Linked DNA regions of Hordeum vulgare: all the other regions are linked to region 2. The links are chromatin contacts, called in public Hi-C maps. All regions are on one chromosome and are shown on one strand. The core of a region is the stretch at or near the end of the contact, and the rest is flanking DNA. Distances in the headings are between cores, read along the strand shown. Region 1 overlaps LOC123403490. Region 2 holds the start of LOC123402465 (C2 and GRAM domain-containing protein At1g03370-like). Region 3 holds the start of LOC123406200 (F-box/LRR-repeat protein At1g06630-like).

What was found. A called contact is a pair of places that touch in the nucleus more often than the background predicts.
Region 1: a contact with region 2 is called in a Hi-C map of seedling, with 4 times the contacts expected there. The contact joins the enhancer-like site here to the promoter of LOC123402465 in region 2. A contact is called at or near these places in 3 of 6 Hi-C or Micro-C datasets (leaf and seedling) and 1 of 1 datasets of contacts at active chromatin or transcription factors (embryo).
Region 3: a contact with region 2 is called in a Hi-C map of leaf, with 3 times the contacts expected there. The contact joins the promoter of LOC123406200 here to the promoter of LOC123402465 in region 2. A contact is called at or near these places in 2 of 6 Hi-C or Micro-C datasets (both in leaf) and 1 of 1 datasets of contacts at active chromatin or transcription factors (embryo).

The regions. Positions count from the first base shown.
Region 1 is chr6H:453,538,187-453,543,011 of MorexV3_pseudomolecules_assembly, forward strand. LOC123403490 reads right to left here. Exons shown (of 12, transcript XM_045097422.1): 7 at 4,665-4,736; 8 at 4,475-4,585; 9 at 4,321-4,402; 10 at 4,152-4,198; 11 at 3,884-3,965; 12 at 3,468-3,723. The coding sequence ends at 3,640. Among protein-coding and RNA genes, the nearest start is that of LOC123403490, 11 kb to the right of the region's middle. Within about 2 kb of position 3,370, at least 2 of the 3 cell types and tissues checked have open chromatin away from gene starts, as enhancers often do. A contact at or near this core is called in seedling, where this site is marked.
Region 2 is chr6H:453,385,368-453,389,807 of MorexV3_pseudomolecules_assembly, forward strand. It overlaps LOC123402465 (C2 and GRAM domain-containing protein At1g03370-like), which reads right to left and starts at 2,646. Exons shown (of 9, transcript XM_045096390.1): 1 at 1,513-2,646; 2 at 1-1,264. The coding sequence starts at 1,861.
Region 3 is chr6H:453,223,249-453,227,826 of MorexV3_pseudomolecules_assembly, forward strand. It overlaps LOC123406200 (F-box/LRR-repeat protein At1g06630-like), which reads right to left and starts at 1,779. Exons shown (of 4, transcript XM_045099674.1): 1 at 1,631-1,779; 2 at 41-1,554. The coding sequence starts at 1,021. LOC123406201 (histone acetyltransferase MCC1-like) reads right to left here. Exons shown (of 6, transcript XM_045099676.1): 6 at 2,094-2,434. The coding sequence ends at 2,272.

The DNA.
Region 1 (4,825 bases), core at 2,120-4,619, 150 kb after region 2:
CCGTGTGGGATGAGCTCGTGGTCGACGGACCTAGAGGTGAAAGATTCGAATCCACTGCCCGCCATGCCGGAGAAGTCCGGAGGTGAGCTTGGATGGCAGATGTGAGTGGAGGGGAGTGGAGTGAAGTAGCTAGGGTTTGGTCTCACGAGCGGATGGGAACGAATATACGTGGGATCGATGCGGGCCAGCGCGGGCTAGGCCGACGTGGCTAGCGTGTCCGGTCTCCCCCATATCAATCCCATATTTGTGTTGGATATGAAGGGTGTCGGTCAGCCCACACGTTTGAGGCTTGTTTGAAACGCTCGGTTGGGTTGAAATTTCGTGACCGGTCATTGACCGGGCGTCCAGTCCGGGCGATTGAGACAAGTATGAGGGGTACGGTTGGAGATGCTCTTATACACCCTTTGTTTCTAAATATAAGACTTTTTGATAGTTAAATTTAAACTGTCAAAACATGTTGAAGTAATACATTCCTTTTTTTTGGGGGGACACTATCGTATACATTCATATGGGTATGCACATAATATGGCATCTAATTCCATCATATTTATGCTCCTGTGTTTTTGATTGACCATGTGGGTATGACCAATGAGGCCTCCTTCGGTTCAAAGAAAAAGTGAAAGAAATACATATACAAAGGAAAAGATGAAGGAAATTTCCTTTGGTTTCAGTTTCAACGGAAAGTGCGAGAATTTTACAATTAATTTGGACGTCCTTTTCAAATTCCTACTCACGAAGAGTGAGATTGAGATTCTTAGGGCATAATAACATGTTTTTTTCGTGGTTAAGTGAGATTTATCTATCAATAATAGTGTTACATTATGCTAATTATACCTTTTCATTTGATTTACTTTTATTTGACTCTGTTTTTTCTTTGTTTTTGTATTCCTATGAACCAAACATCAGGTGTGTAAAAATCTCACGTCTTTCAATCCTCTGTGTTACACATGTATTCCTATTTAATTCCTAGTTTTTATTATTTTCTGTGTTTTTATAATCATACGAACCAAAGCAAGCCTGTAGGTCGCCAGTTGGGCTTCTCACCCTAATCCTCAACTTTGATAATTAAATATTTCCATTCCAGTAGGTAAATATTCTCACGTGATTGGAATACATGTGATGGTGTCCGAGGTATGTACGGTTAATTAAAAAGGCATGAAATTCACTCATTGACTTTGACTAGTCATAAGCACAGCTCTCTGTGGATAACTAACATGGACAATGTCAATGCCTACGTTTTCAAAAGAAAATTAAAGATTCATACGTACTTGTCAGTGATGTCTGGGTATCGTAATTGCTTCCCTTTTGCAGCTTTGACATGTTTAATGATAATCATAGTTGTGTATCGGACGTCATTTTTTACTCGCGGTGTCACATCAAATCCCGTTATAATCTCTGTTTATCCTGGTGAACATTTTTCTACACTCCACCAAGGCGGCTAGGGGAAGTTTCCTGGTAATGGCAGAAGGTAACGATTACATTATTGTAACTAGCAAAAGAATATATGCATTGCAACCAGAAAAAGATCCCATATAGTGAGAAAAATTCAATAGTAACATAAAATTCAACTCAACAAATTTGCTTATTCTCTCCAGTCCGGTGTGTAGGGCTAGCTAGGTAGGGCAGCACGACCAAGATGTGTTTCTATGTCTATGATCGATCTCCTCTTCGCGTACGTTTTTACCAATCATCAATCTTTTCGTTGCTCGACAAGCGAAGCGTCCAAGAGGCCCACTAGAAATTTTTCATGCATGAGTAACACAGCTGGTTACTCACACTATGAGTAACATCACATATATTAAAAAAATAAATCTACAAGCTAATAAATAAAGTGTTTCATGACACTATATTCATGTCACTCTTCATTATAAAGGTAGTAACATATACATGTTACTAGTTAAAGTTACTCCCCATTATGGATAGTCTAACCAAATAATAACCATAACTCAAGACCGAGTAGCTCCATATCCTTTACTTCAACATAGTATCTCATCTCTTTTGCCGCTTATCCTCCTTTGCATCCTCATCGACAGTGGCCTCGATGGTGACTCAACCACAACACGTTTGAATGTGTTCAATCCTAAGGAACCTCTTTATCAATGCTTTCTTTGGTCTCCGTTCGGGTTTGGCTGAGTGATTCATTTGCATGTGGCCTCAATGCTCACACAGTCATAACGTGTTTAAAGGTGGTCAATTCTAAGGTCTCTTTCTCTGTTGTAGGTTTTGTCAAGGCGTGCATGCGTGGTTATGAATGGATGGTTGTTTTGTCTTCAATTTGGTTTTGATGAGGTATTTGTTTAAAAAAATCCTGGATCAACGCTATTATGAAAGACTGACGGATCGTGTGCTATTGATTAAGTTTGCACTCTAAATAGTATTTTAAAAATGATTAATAGGTAAAATAACATTATGTTCATATTTTACATATTTTATTAATAAAAATTCATATATAACATGTTAAAATTAAGACTAGGGTTTAAAAGATATAATTATTATAGAAAACATTTATTCTAAATGGACCGCGGGTTGATTAATCAAGATAGTGGACGGTGCGTATAAAATGCCAAAGACGATTCGTTTCTCTGTGACTTAAAGGTGGACTGTGGGTTAATTAGCTATCTCTGTGATTGAAAGGTGGACTGTGGGTTAATTAGCTATCTCTGTGACTTAAAGGTGGACTGTGGGTTAATTAGCTACAAAGTCAGGGGTTTTCATAAAAAGAAAAAAAAGATTCATTTTTCCAGTGACTTAACAATGGACTACTAGTTAATTTTCAAAAATACAGGGGGGTTTCTCTATAAAATTATCAACGGACGGGAAAACCCGCTAATGCCTTTATTACTAGGCATAGATTTGAAGATTTGCATTTCATCATGCCATTAATATCGCACACCAAATTAAAAACTATGAACATTTTCAGAAAATCATTGGAGCCTTCTTTATATTTTAGTTAAGTGTTTTACGTTTTCCCTTACAAAGCTTTTAAAAATTTGCATTTATTTTCTACTTCAAGCATGATCCCCAATCTTTGTCCAAAAATCTTTTGTCACATAACCAAGCCCCACTAAAATTATCATGATTTTTGGATAATCCTGGCTACTACTTATTAATACCTTTTTGAATCAAATTCAAATAAGTTTGAATTCAAACTCTCCCAAATTTGCTGAAACTTATTTTTTGGGGCTAGTTAGAAATCATGGACCTCGCATAATAAGTTTCAGCATCATTCAGCCTCTCTAGCCATTTCTTCTTCTTCCAAAGCTCTCTTTCTAAAAAAAATCTGTTAAAGGTAATAGAAAGGGTAGACCTTTTCTTTCTCTAATTGGGCCACCCAACTGCTCCTGCGGCCCACCTTCTCCCGTGACCTAGCCCACCTCCTCCTCACCTTATCCTCACAGCCTCTCTGAAATACCTCTATGCCCAGAAAATGTTCCAAGTCTGATAACTCAAAAACATGTCTAGCAGTATTGCCGAAAATGATGTTCATGCATATATTTACATTGTTCCTCTAGTTTAGGTACACTATTTAAGCACCTGATCAGAACATGTCTTTAGATTTGAACATTTCTTTCACACAATGGGACCTGCCTCTACAATCTATTGTACAAATTTATAAGCGCATCTAGTTAATGACTACTTCTATAATAGAGCCCCTGTAATAAATCTATGGTTCAGTACAGCCTCGGCAATTGGTCGTTTACGGTAATCTGGATTAAGCATTGCCTACAGAAAATAAATCAGTGTAAGAACACTTTGTTAAAGATGAAGGAATCGGAAGTAGATTCACTGAGTCCACAGTTACTAGTAAGCATGCATAAGTATCATCTGCAGCAGCAGAAGGTCTGTAAACAGATAAAAATTAACTATAATCGTAGAGGCAAACCTGCAGCAACTCCCAGCCGGCACCATCACCTAAATCTAGAAATTTTACAGCTTCCGATAATTTATCATCTTCCAGACAATACCTATGTGAATTCGTAAACATAGATAAGCATGCGTATTGATTCTGAATATCACAAATCACAAGTAACGATCAGGTAAAAAAATAAGCGAGAGCAGATTTTATCAAATGAATTTCAAAGCAAAATTATTCAAACATTGGAATGTTTAAACTTTAAACTATGTAGATGTTTTGTTCTAGCGGTTCATACTCTCTTGCAGCATAAATGTCCAGACGAAAAGTGTTCTCCAAGAGCCTCTGCAGAATAAATAAGTACTTTTTTAGATATCAAAGTGTATAAAGGAAAATAATATTTTTCCCATAAAATTTCCTTGCAGGAATTTCACTTATGAACTTAAATCTAAATTAAAATCAAGAACCTGCAAGGAAATGCCATCCATGATGCCTGCTTCGCAAAACGGAATAAATGCCATGTATGCAATAAGCAACCCAGCTCCATATCTGTTTTTTTCAATCACAGGTATATGTGAGAGACTTGCATTTTGTCACTCGAAAAGAAAAGGAAATACTTGCATGTCATCAGCTACTCCAAAAGCTCGCTTCTCCAAAGGAGTTGATGCTCCAGCAGCAGATGCTCGACGCCAAAGACCGTCTGACAACGCTCCAACCCCCATAGACGAATACCTGTCATTATAAAAGTATATCTATTCTCTAAAGCGCTTTCTCATTGGTAAAAGAAAATGCAGCAAGGATGGAGCTATACCCGATATCTACAGAAAATGCCAAATCACGGAGCTGTGGAAGTAAATAGTATCCATTTTTCTCTGCAACAGTGCTAAATAAGAGGAAGTTACACTAATAAGTAGTAACAGAACTGAAATTGAGCCATAAGCTGTAGAATGGGCAGTAAACAAGGAAAATGCA
Region 2 (4,440 bases), core at 1,396-3,895:
AAATCTAATCCAGGAAACTCAAGTCCCTGAACTGCACCTGAATTCACTAGTGAAACATGAACACCAATGTACAAGGCAACAAAAAGAGAGGACAAGACACCAAAGTTGCAGAAGTATAGGAATGCTATCTTCCAATCAGACTCCTGCCCCCCTTGCAATGAAGCTAAGACCTGCTCTTTATCTGATCCAGCATCGTCTACATCAATGGGCTTGATCTTCTCTGACAGTAGATCAGAGAACTGTGAATAATTTTGCTCCAAGCCTTGTCTTGCTCCATTTTCTATAAGACTTTTCATCATAGTACTCTGAAGAAAATTCATGCGCCAAGAAATTACCAAATGTGAAGTCTGTTGCTCAGAATCAAGTTCAGGGCCTGGCATAATACGGAAAAGAACCTCTGTCCGAAAATAAGTACCACAAGGAACATCAGGAGTGCTAGCACTCAACAAAACTGAATACTCTTTTCCATTAGCCTTCAAATAAGATTGTTCCTCTGTTGCCTTTACAGCTTTAACCAATTTGGATGGTGCAGTTGTGTAACTTATCACTCTCTTCAGGGACTCTCCATCATTATCAATTCTCCACGGTTCAGTTTTGAAATCAGTACAATTCTGAAGCTGAACCAATGTTTGCCGGAAATCTGAATCTGGTGAGAAGAGAAGGTTATTCAAATCACTGGGCGACGTAAAATATGACTGATTAACAAGAATTCCTTGTAAATTCACAGGCATTTCGACTTCTTCGTGCCTTGATTCAAAAGACCCCAGTAGTTCATCAAATGTAACATCTGAACAAATGTCACTATTTTGGCTTAAAGGAGCCTCAAATACTGCTGTTGCTTGTTGAACTTCTTCTGAAGCCTCGGTCTTTCTCAATGATGTTGACGAAATATCATCATTTTTCTTGGCAAACATTTGATAGACACGATCAACAAGCGAGGGCTTGTCAAGCTTTTCTGTTTTAGAAGTTTCGGCTTCATTAGAAATTTCAGTAGGAATCCCATTAAACCTGTCCTCTGGAGCTCTCACTTCGCCACATTTGTCCTCTTCAGGGACTTCAGTTCCATCAGAAAAATACTCATTAACATTATCTTCTTTAGAAGCTTCATTTTCTTCATAAGCTAATGCAGCCGATGATGATCCTGCACTTTGACTTGATGCCAATGAATACTCTTTCCGTGTACCAGTTAGTTCAGTTGCAAGATCATCTGACCATGATCGTGTGGCCCCAGCTGTTTCTAAAGATATTGCAAGACAAATCTCCCCTGCAAAGTGCAACTAAATAATAAATAACAGCAAAGTGACAAGCATATTTCACACAATTACATAGCAAGTAGAATTCATGCCCTTGTAGATCTTACAGTTAGCAATAGATAAATGAATACATGGTGTAATTTCACAAAGTCAAATACTGAATCCATATGCAAAAGGACAAAAAAATGCTAACATTACTTAACATAGCAAACGTCCATGAGCAAATGACTAGAGAAAACCTGAAAGTTGAAACAATTACCACAATCAACTGCCTTGTCACTCTTGGTCTTGGGAAGAAGCTGGTACCAGCGCGTACCGAGCGAGAAGTTCTCCACGGCCAGAAGATCCTCCAGTGTCACCCTCACCTGGCCCAGGAAGTCATCAGTCCCGATCATGTCTTCATCGTAGACATCTAACTTGAGCACCTCCCGGACATCGGCGGCGACGAAGCTGAACTCCTGATCCCACTCCGGGTTCAGGTTCATCTTGACCACCTTGGTCTTGAACCGCTGCTTCCCAACCTGCAGTTTCACATACGGGTCGCTGAACCCGTTGAAATCCATGGCGCGCAGGTTGCGCGCCCCGATCACACGCACAGTCAGCCGCATCTTCCCGACGAACTTGCTTCAGTCGGCGCGAATCCCCCCGACAAGAACCGCCCGGAAATGGCTTGCTCCGCTCCCGATCCCAAACAAACTCCGCCCCAGAAGAACCAAGAAACGGGCCAACCGCCGCCGCCCCCCCAACAACCAATCCCAAGATCAAAGTGGCAAATCAAGCTCCCATCACTCCTTTCTCGCCCGCCCGCCAGTTACCAATCCCGGCAAAACAACAAGGCCGACAGGCACATCAACCGCTTTCCAGGTACCAATCTCCGCCTCCAAATCCAGGACCCCCCCTGGATGTGGACGGACACACGAGGAGAACCAGATCAGGTTCTGCACGCTCCGGGACAGACAGGGGATGGGGGGCAAGAAGAAGAAGCAAGCAAGCAGACGAGAAATGGCAAGAAGAGGAGGAAAACCAAATGGTGGGAGCAACCAGCAGACCGCCAATATAGTGGCCTCACACGGCTCCAAGTCCTCTTCTTGGTTGGATTAAGTCAAAGGAAAACAACCCCGGCCACATGGACGCGAGATCTCGTCAACGACACACGGAGCGAAATGGGAAGGAAGCGAGCGAGGGGTGGGCGGTGGACCGGGGGAGGGGGGAAAAGGTATCGTGTTCTTGATGGATGCTGCGCGGCGCGCTGTTAAATTATTTGGCGGCGCGTCTCCGTTTTTGGTGTGCTCCCGAGTCGGCGCCTCCGGGCTCCTTCGTCTTGTCTTTTCTCCGGCTCCCGGCTCCCCGCGTTTGTCGCTGTTGGTCGCCGTCGCGGCGTCGCTGTTGAGAAACTCGGGATTCCGGTGTGGAGTAGTGAGGTTTCCCGTGATGGATTTGTATGGGCTCGGGCACAGCTGCAGCTATCTTGATTGAATATGGTATAAGGGACATGTCAGACATTCGATTCGCAACGGATGGTCATGATTGGGTTGTCCCGGCTTTGCCCCCTCCTGCAATTTACAGTAGGCAATAGTCTTTGTATGTCTAGATAGACTAGAAGAAGTGGAAACTTTTTCCCTCTTATTATGTTCTAGACTATGTTTTTCACTCTCAGTGCGATTTCAATGAAATTCAATGAATTTCGGTAATTTCAATAGACACTTAAATATTTAGGCACCGGTTAAAATATTATCAGCAATTTCCGTAGTACACATGAATTCAAATGTTCTGCAAAAAAATCAAATATTTAATTGAATTCAATTGAATATTTTGGCCCTTTGACTGAAATGCAAACCGAAATCATTGAAATTAACTTGATTTCGGTGAGTTCAGTTGGTGATGAATTTTTTGTAAAACTAAACTCACTTTTTTTGTGAAAATCATAGTTGTGTAGCGTTTGAAAGCTTATACATTTGTGCATGCATATAATTATGTCATTTCCTTGCATTTTACCAAAAAAGGAAAATGCCTACATTGCTACAATTGGGCCTTTCTTATGAACAATTTGCACCGTTTGTCTTCTTTGGTCCCTTTATCTTCATTTATAAGCTCCAACATCGGTTTGGGTCAGAGTATTTCATACAAATTTGATGGGAACTGAGGCTTGTAAAAAGATGGGCGTATTCAATTTATATGATTCTGAAAACACGGAAACAAGAAAAATACATGATTGTGGTATCATATCCACTCGAATTTCATAGGTTTTTGTTTGCATCATGTTTGTTTGGTTAGGATATCTACAAAGCTATCCCTAAAATAAACTCTTTTAAAAATATCGGAGGTATTCATTTTGTATGATTCTATTCTAAAAACACGGAAACATGAAAAAAATACATGATTGTGGTATCATATCCACTCAAATTGTAGTATCGAAAGTATGTCTAAAGGGAGGAGGTGATTAGACTACTTGACAAGATAAAAACTTAGCATTTTCTCAGTTTAGTCGTGGGCCAATTTTAGCAATTATGACTAGTCAAGTACCCCCTACACATGCACATCTATGAGTATAGCAGCGAAAAGTAAAACATGCAAGTGTAAAATAGAGGGTAAGGTAGGGAGATCAAACGCAAAGGTTGACACAACGATTTTTGGCATGGTTCCGATAGATGTGAGCGAAAAGTAAAACATGCAAGTGTAAAGTAGAGGGTAAGGTAGGGAGATCAAACGCAAAGGTTGACACAACGATTTTTGGCATGGTTCCGATAGATGGCGTTATCGTACGTCCATGTTCGTGGAGACTTCAACCCACGGAGGATAACGGTTGCGAGAGTCCACGGAGGGCTCCATCCACAAGGGGTCCACAAAGAAGCGGCCTTGTCTATTCCATCACGGCTTTCGTCCACACAGGACTAGCCTCACTCACGGTAGATCTTCATGAAGTAGGCGATCTCCTTGCCCTTACAAACAGCTTGGTTCAACTCCACAACACGAAGTAGGAGGCTCCCAAGCAACACCTAACCAATCTAGGAGGCACCACCCTCCAAAAGGTAATAGATGTGGTAGAATGATGAACTCCTTGCTCTTGTGCTTCTAAACATAGTCTCCTCAACACTCAATCACTATCTCTAAAATTTGGCAGGGATGGGAGAGATTGATTTTGTGGAAAGCAACTTGGGGAGGCTAGAAATCAAGGTTCAAATGGTTG
Region 3 (4,578 bases), core at 529-3,028, 160 kb before region 2:
TCAATTACTTCACAAGATGAAGAACTTATATATAATATACCTCAATGCACCAGGGCGAAAGCACTAGGCTCCGTACGTTTCCAACCAACACAAGCAGCTCTCTGAGATTAGGCTCCAGGAGCTTAACTTGTGGCTCAATGGTGAGAACGACCTCGTCCAAGGAATCGGCGTCATTGATCATGTGCCTGTTTGCCATCGCACCCGAGTAGCGGAGAGTGCGCAACGCCGGCATCTCAGCAATGGCAACAGACGACTGCTGCGTCCAAGAACAGCTGGCGATGTCAAGCGAGCGAAGCCGCGGTGTGCCGGCTAGTCGGAGTGCACCGATATGGCACTGTTCAAGGCTCAGGCAGCTGAGCTGCGTGCAGTGAGAACAGAGGTCTTCGAAGAAGTCGCCGCAGCCAACGAGCGAAATGGAGGCGAGGTGCAGGCGGGATAGGTGGGTGAGGGGGCAGAGAGAAGGGAGCGGAAGGGCGTTGTGGTCGAGGCGAAGGGTGAGCGACGTGAGGTCGGTGCAGGCGAGGAGGGAGGGAGGGAGCACGGCGAGGCGGGAGCGCGGGAGGTGGAGCTCCAACTGCTCGACGCCTCGCGCCGCGGCGGCGTCGAGCCAGGAGGCGACGTGGCTGGCCGCGGAGGCGGCGAAGACCTGGTCGAAGAAGCCGTCGAGCGCGAGGCGGAGGCGGCGGAGCGGGCGTTGCCGCGAGCCCGCGAGCGCGGCGGTGGCGGCGGCCGCGAATGCCGTCCTGCGGCGGGGCGCGGCGGGGAACGCCGCGGCGAAGTCGAGGTCGAGCTCCGGCGCGGCGGCCACCGCGCCGCGCCACCGGCGCGAGATGGCGGACGCAGCGACGGCGGACCTGAAGGGCAGCTTGGAGACGATCAGCCCGAGGACCGCGTCGGGGAAGGCCTCGAACGGGTCGACGGCGCCGCCGCCATCGCCGTGGCTCTCGCGAGGGGCGGCGGCGTAGGCGTTCGCGTAGGTGAGACCCGCGGCGTGGTTGGGTATCAGGTGCTTGGTGCGCATGGCGCCCCCGGCGATCGGAAGAGGGTTTTCCTCGGAAGGAAATCGAAGTAGGCGTCGTCGGAACCGAGGCGCGGCGGCGGCGGCTTTAATGGCTTATCCGAGGGCGGCTAGCCGTCACCGCGTGGCGTGGAGGCGAGCAGGAATGGCCGGCGTGACCAACAGATCGCCAGACTCGGGGGGGTTTCTGGCCTGGTTTCCGCGTCGTGGCCGCGCGCAGCGCGTGGGGGTTTCTCTTTATCCAGTCCGTTGATGAGGCCTGGCCGCCTGGGTGCAGAGAAATTTCGCTTTTGTTTTTGGCGAAAAGCTTTCCGCTGCGCGGCGCACCTTGGTTTTGGACGCTAGTTTTGGGTTCGGTTTCGACTCTGGTGTCTGGGCTGCAGCGCTCACCTGTATGGATCACCAAGCCACCTCTGTTGCTGGATTCGTTTGAACCTGGGAAATGTTATCTGGCGAACGTCCGCCACAGGCCCAATCCTGGCGAACGCCTCCGTGTTGCATTCGCACGGAAGATGGCAAAAATCGTCGAATCAATTCTGCAGCAGACAGTAGAAGATGTTTACTTTGTAACAAAAAAAAAAGTAGAAGATGTTTACTGCACGAGTTACTTACAGAGATACTGTACCACATTGCCATCAGTTACACGTTTAATGGCTATTTTCAGTTATTTTCCCTGCGTCATTCAACACTCCTTCTGTTCCAGTTTATAAGGTCACCTTTTATGAGATTTAACTTCTGCCATAAATTAGAACAATAACATATAAATAAGTTGAATTGGAAGTCACCACTAGAAAAATCTTTCGAATACAAATCCAATGGTACAGCTTTTTGCTGACAAGAACATCAACTTACTACTATACCAAGAAGACAATTCTTACTAAGACCTTTTTCCCCAGCAAAAAATACATATATATATAATTCTGTGCACATGTAAAATACTACCACTAATACTGGAATCTTTCTTTTTTGAAAAAGAAGGGTATGATATTCATCTTTCAGATAAAATATGAAAGCCAGAGCCGATGTGCCTCAACATTGCATGATTGTAAACGTACATGAATATGACCATCCAGTGTTCCAACAAGCTAGCAGGTGACATTTATTTTCTCCATTTTATTGTCCTCTCTTTACAAGACATGGCTATGGCTATCTGAGAAATTATATACCTGGTTTGTTAATGTATCAGGAAGGGTACAACAACATTGCAAGAGACTCGTGTTTCCACAAAAACAATAATATCGTCACACCTAAAATTACACATGACATCTTGAATCTTCACCACCAATGATCCTTTTACTGTTACTACTATTATTCGGTGAGGTCAATAGAGTGGTTGATTCCTTACAACGGGACCATCTCGGGATACTCTTTTCCTCTTTGCTCCAGAACTTGCCAACCAACATCTTTAGGAAAGCCCTGAAGTCAACAACAAATGAAGTTACAATCTCCCTGCACAAGATTGCCATGCGTTATTAGTACACAGTCATTTTACAAACAGGCACGATGATTGCTACTAAACCGCGAGATAATTTGACAACAGAAAACGTCTGCACACTAAAAATAAATCTTCCGCACTGGATTTGATGTCCAAGGGTTGTTTATGTCACGAGTCAATTTCATCGTTTTACAACAATTTATATTTGACTGATGCTAATAAACCAGGCATCGAACAAAAACAAGAATATGTGGTCTATTGAAGAAAAATACCTCTCTGAAACTGAATACTCAAAGATGCATATTATTAGCTAAACATCCATATTAAAGTTGCAGGGATCAAGACATAAGTATTAATCCCCACAAAACTGAGATCCCATAGTGTGATCATTTTCGATAATGTTGTGACAAGTGTTTGAACAAGTGATGGAGACACTGATGACTTTCCGACTAAAATAGGACTGCACCAAGCGTCAGCTTTGAGCCTTTATCTTTTTTGCTTTGGTGATGGATGAGGTCACAAGGGATATACAAGGAGATGTCCCATAGTATGCTCTTTGCGGATGATGTGGTGCTAGTCGATGATAGTCGGGCGAGGGTTAATAGGAAGTTAGAGCTATGGAGACAAACCTTGGAACCGAAAGGTTTTAGGCTTAGTAGAACTAAAATCGAGTACATGAGATACGGTTTCAGTACTACTGGGCACAAGGTGGAAGTTTAACCTTGATAGGCAGGTGGTGCCTCAGAAGGACACCTTCCGATATTTGGGATCAATGTTGCAAAAGGATGGGGATCGATGAAGATGTGAACCATCGAATTAAAGTCGGATGGATGAAGTGGCGTCAAGCTTCTGGCGTTCTCTGTGACAAGATTGCCACAAAAGATACAAGGAAGGTTCTATAGGATGGCGATTCGACCCAGAATGTTGTATGGCGCTGAGTGTTGATCGACTAAAAGGCGACATGTTCGACAGTTAGGTGCAGCACAGATGCGCATGTTTGAGATGAATGTGTGGCCACATAAGGAAGCACCGGGTCTAGAATGATGATATACGAGAAAGAGTTGGAGTAGCACCGATGGAAACGAAGCTTGTCCAACATCGCCTGAGACGGTTTGGGCAATATTCAACACAGGCCTCCAAAAGTGCAGGACGGCTAAAGCGTGTTGATAATGTCAAGAGAGGTCAGGGTAGACCGAACTTACACGGGGGGAGTCCATAAAAAGAGATCTGAAGGACTGGAGTATCACCAAAGAACTAGCCATGGACAAGGGTGCGTGGAAGCTTGCTATCCATGTGCCAGAACAATGAGTTGGTTGCAAGATCTTATGGGTTTCAGCTCTAGCCTACCCCAACTTGCTTGGGGCTAAAGGCTTTGTTGTCGTTGCTGTATTAAATGTCTTGAGCACATACATATTACTCAAACCATACATAGCCCTCAAAATGTATGCCTTGGAGCCGCTTCGAGACGGGGTCGTACATCTTATACGCCTTGGAGCCCATTTCATAGCACCCATGAACACCATTGGGGTCCTCCTGTCATCAAGCTTCTTCAGTTGTGGACGCGCCGTCTTGACGTGCCCGACGCAGCCAAGGGTGCAAAGGAAGCGTACGTCGGGCTTCCTCCCATACCACGCCTCGTAGTGCGTCTTGCCATGGACACTCCTCGTAAAGGAGCACGGCCTCCCCCCAATACATGCTCGGCACATGTTTTTCGTTTAGCATGCAGCGTGCCATTCGAGACATCGCCTGATTCCTCCGCTTGACAACGCCGTTCGGCTACGACATGTAGGAGGGTCAGATGATGATGCACCCCTTTGTTGCCGCAATGCATGTAGGACGTGACCGACGTGAACTCACTGCCACAGTCCATGTGCAACACGCACAGCTTGTGGCCTCACTCGACCTCTGCTGCTTGACGATTGCTCGCTCCGCCTCGCCCATGGAGGCAAGGAGCAGCACCCACATAAACTTGTAGTCATCGACGAGCAGCGGGATGTAGCAACGTCCTCCTGGCATTACCAGGGTGATTGGGCCGTAGAGGTCCCCGTCAACCAGTTCTAGGGGTTTCTACGCCCGATATCGTGCCTTCTCGGGAAAAGACAAGTGTCGCTGCTTCCCGGCAAGA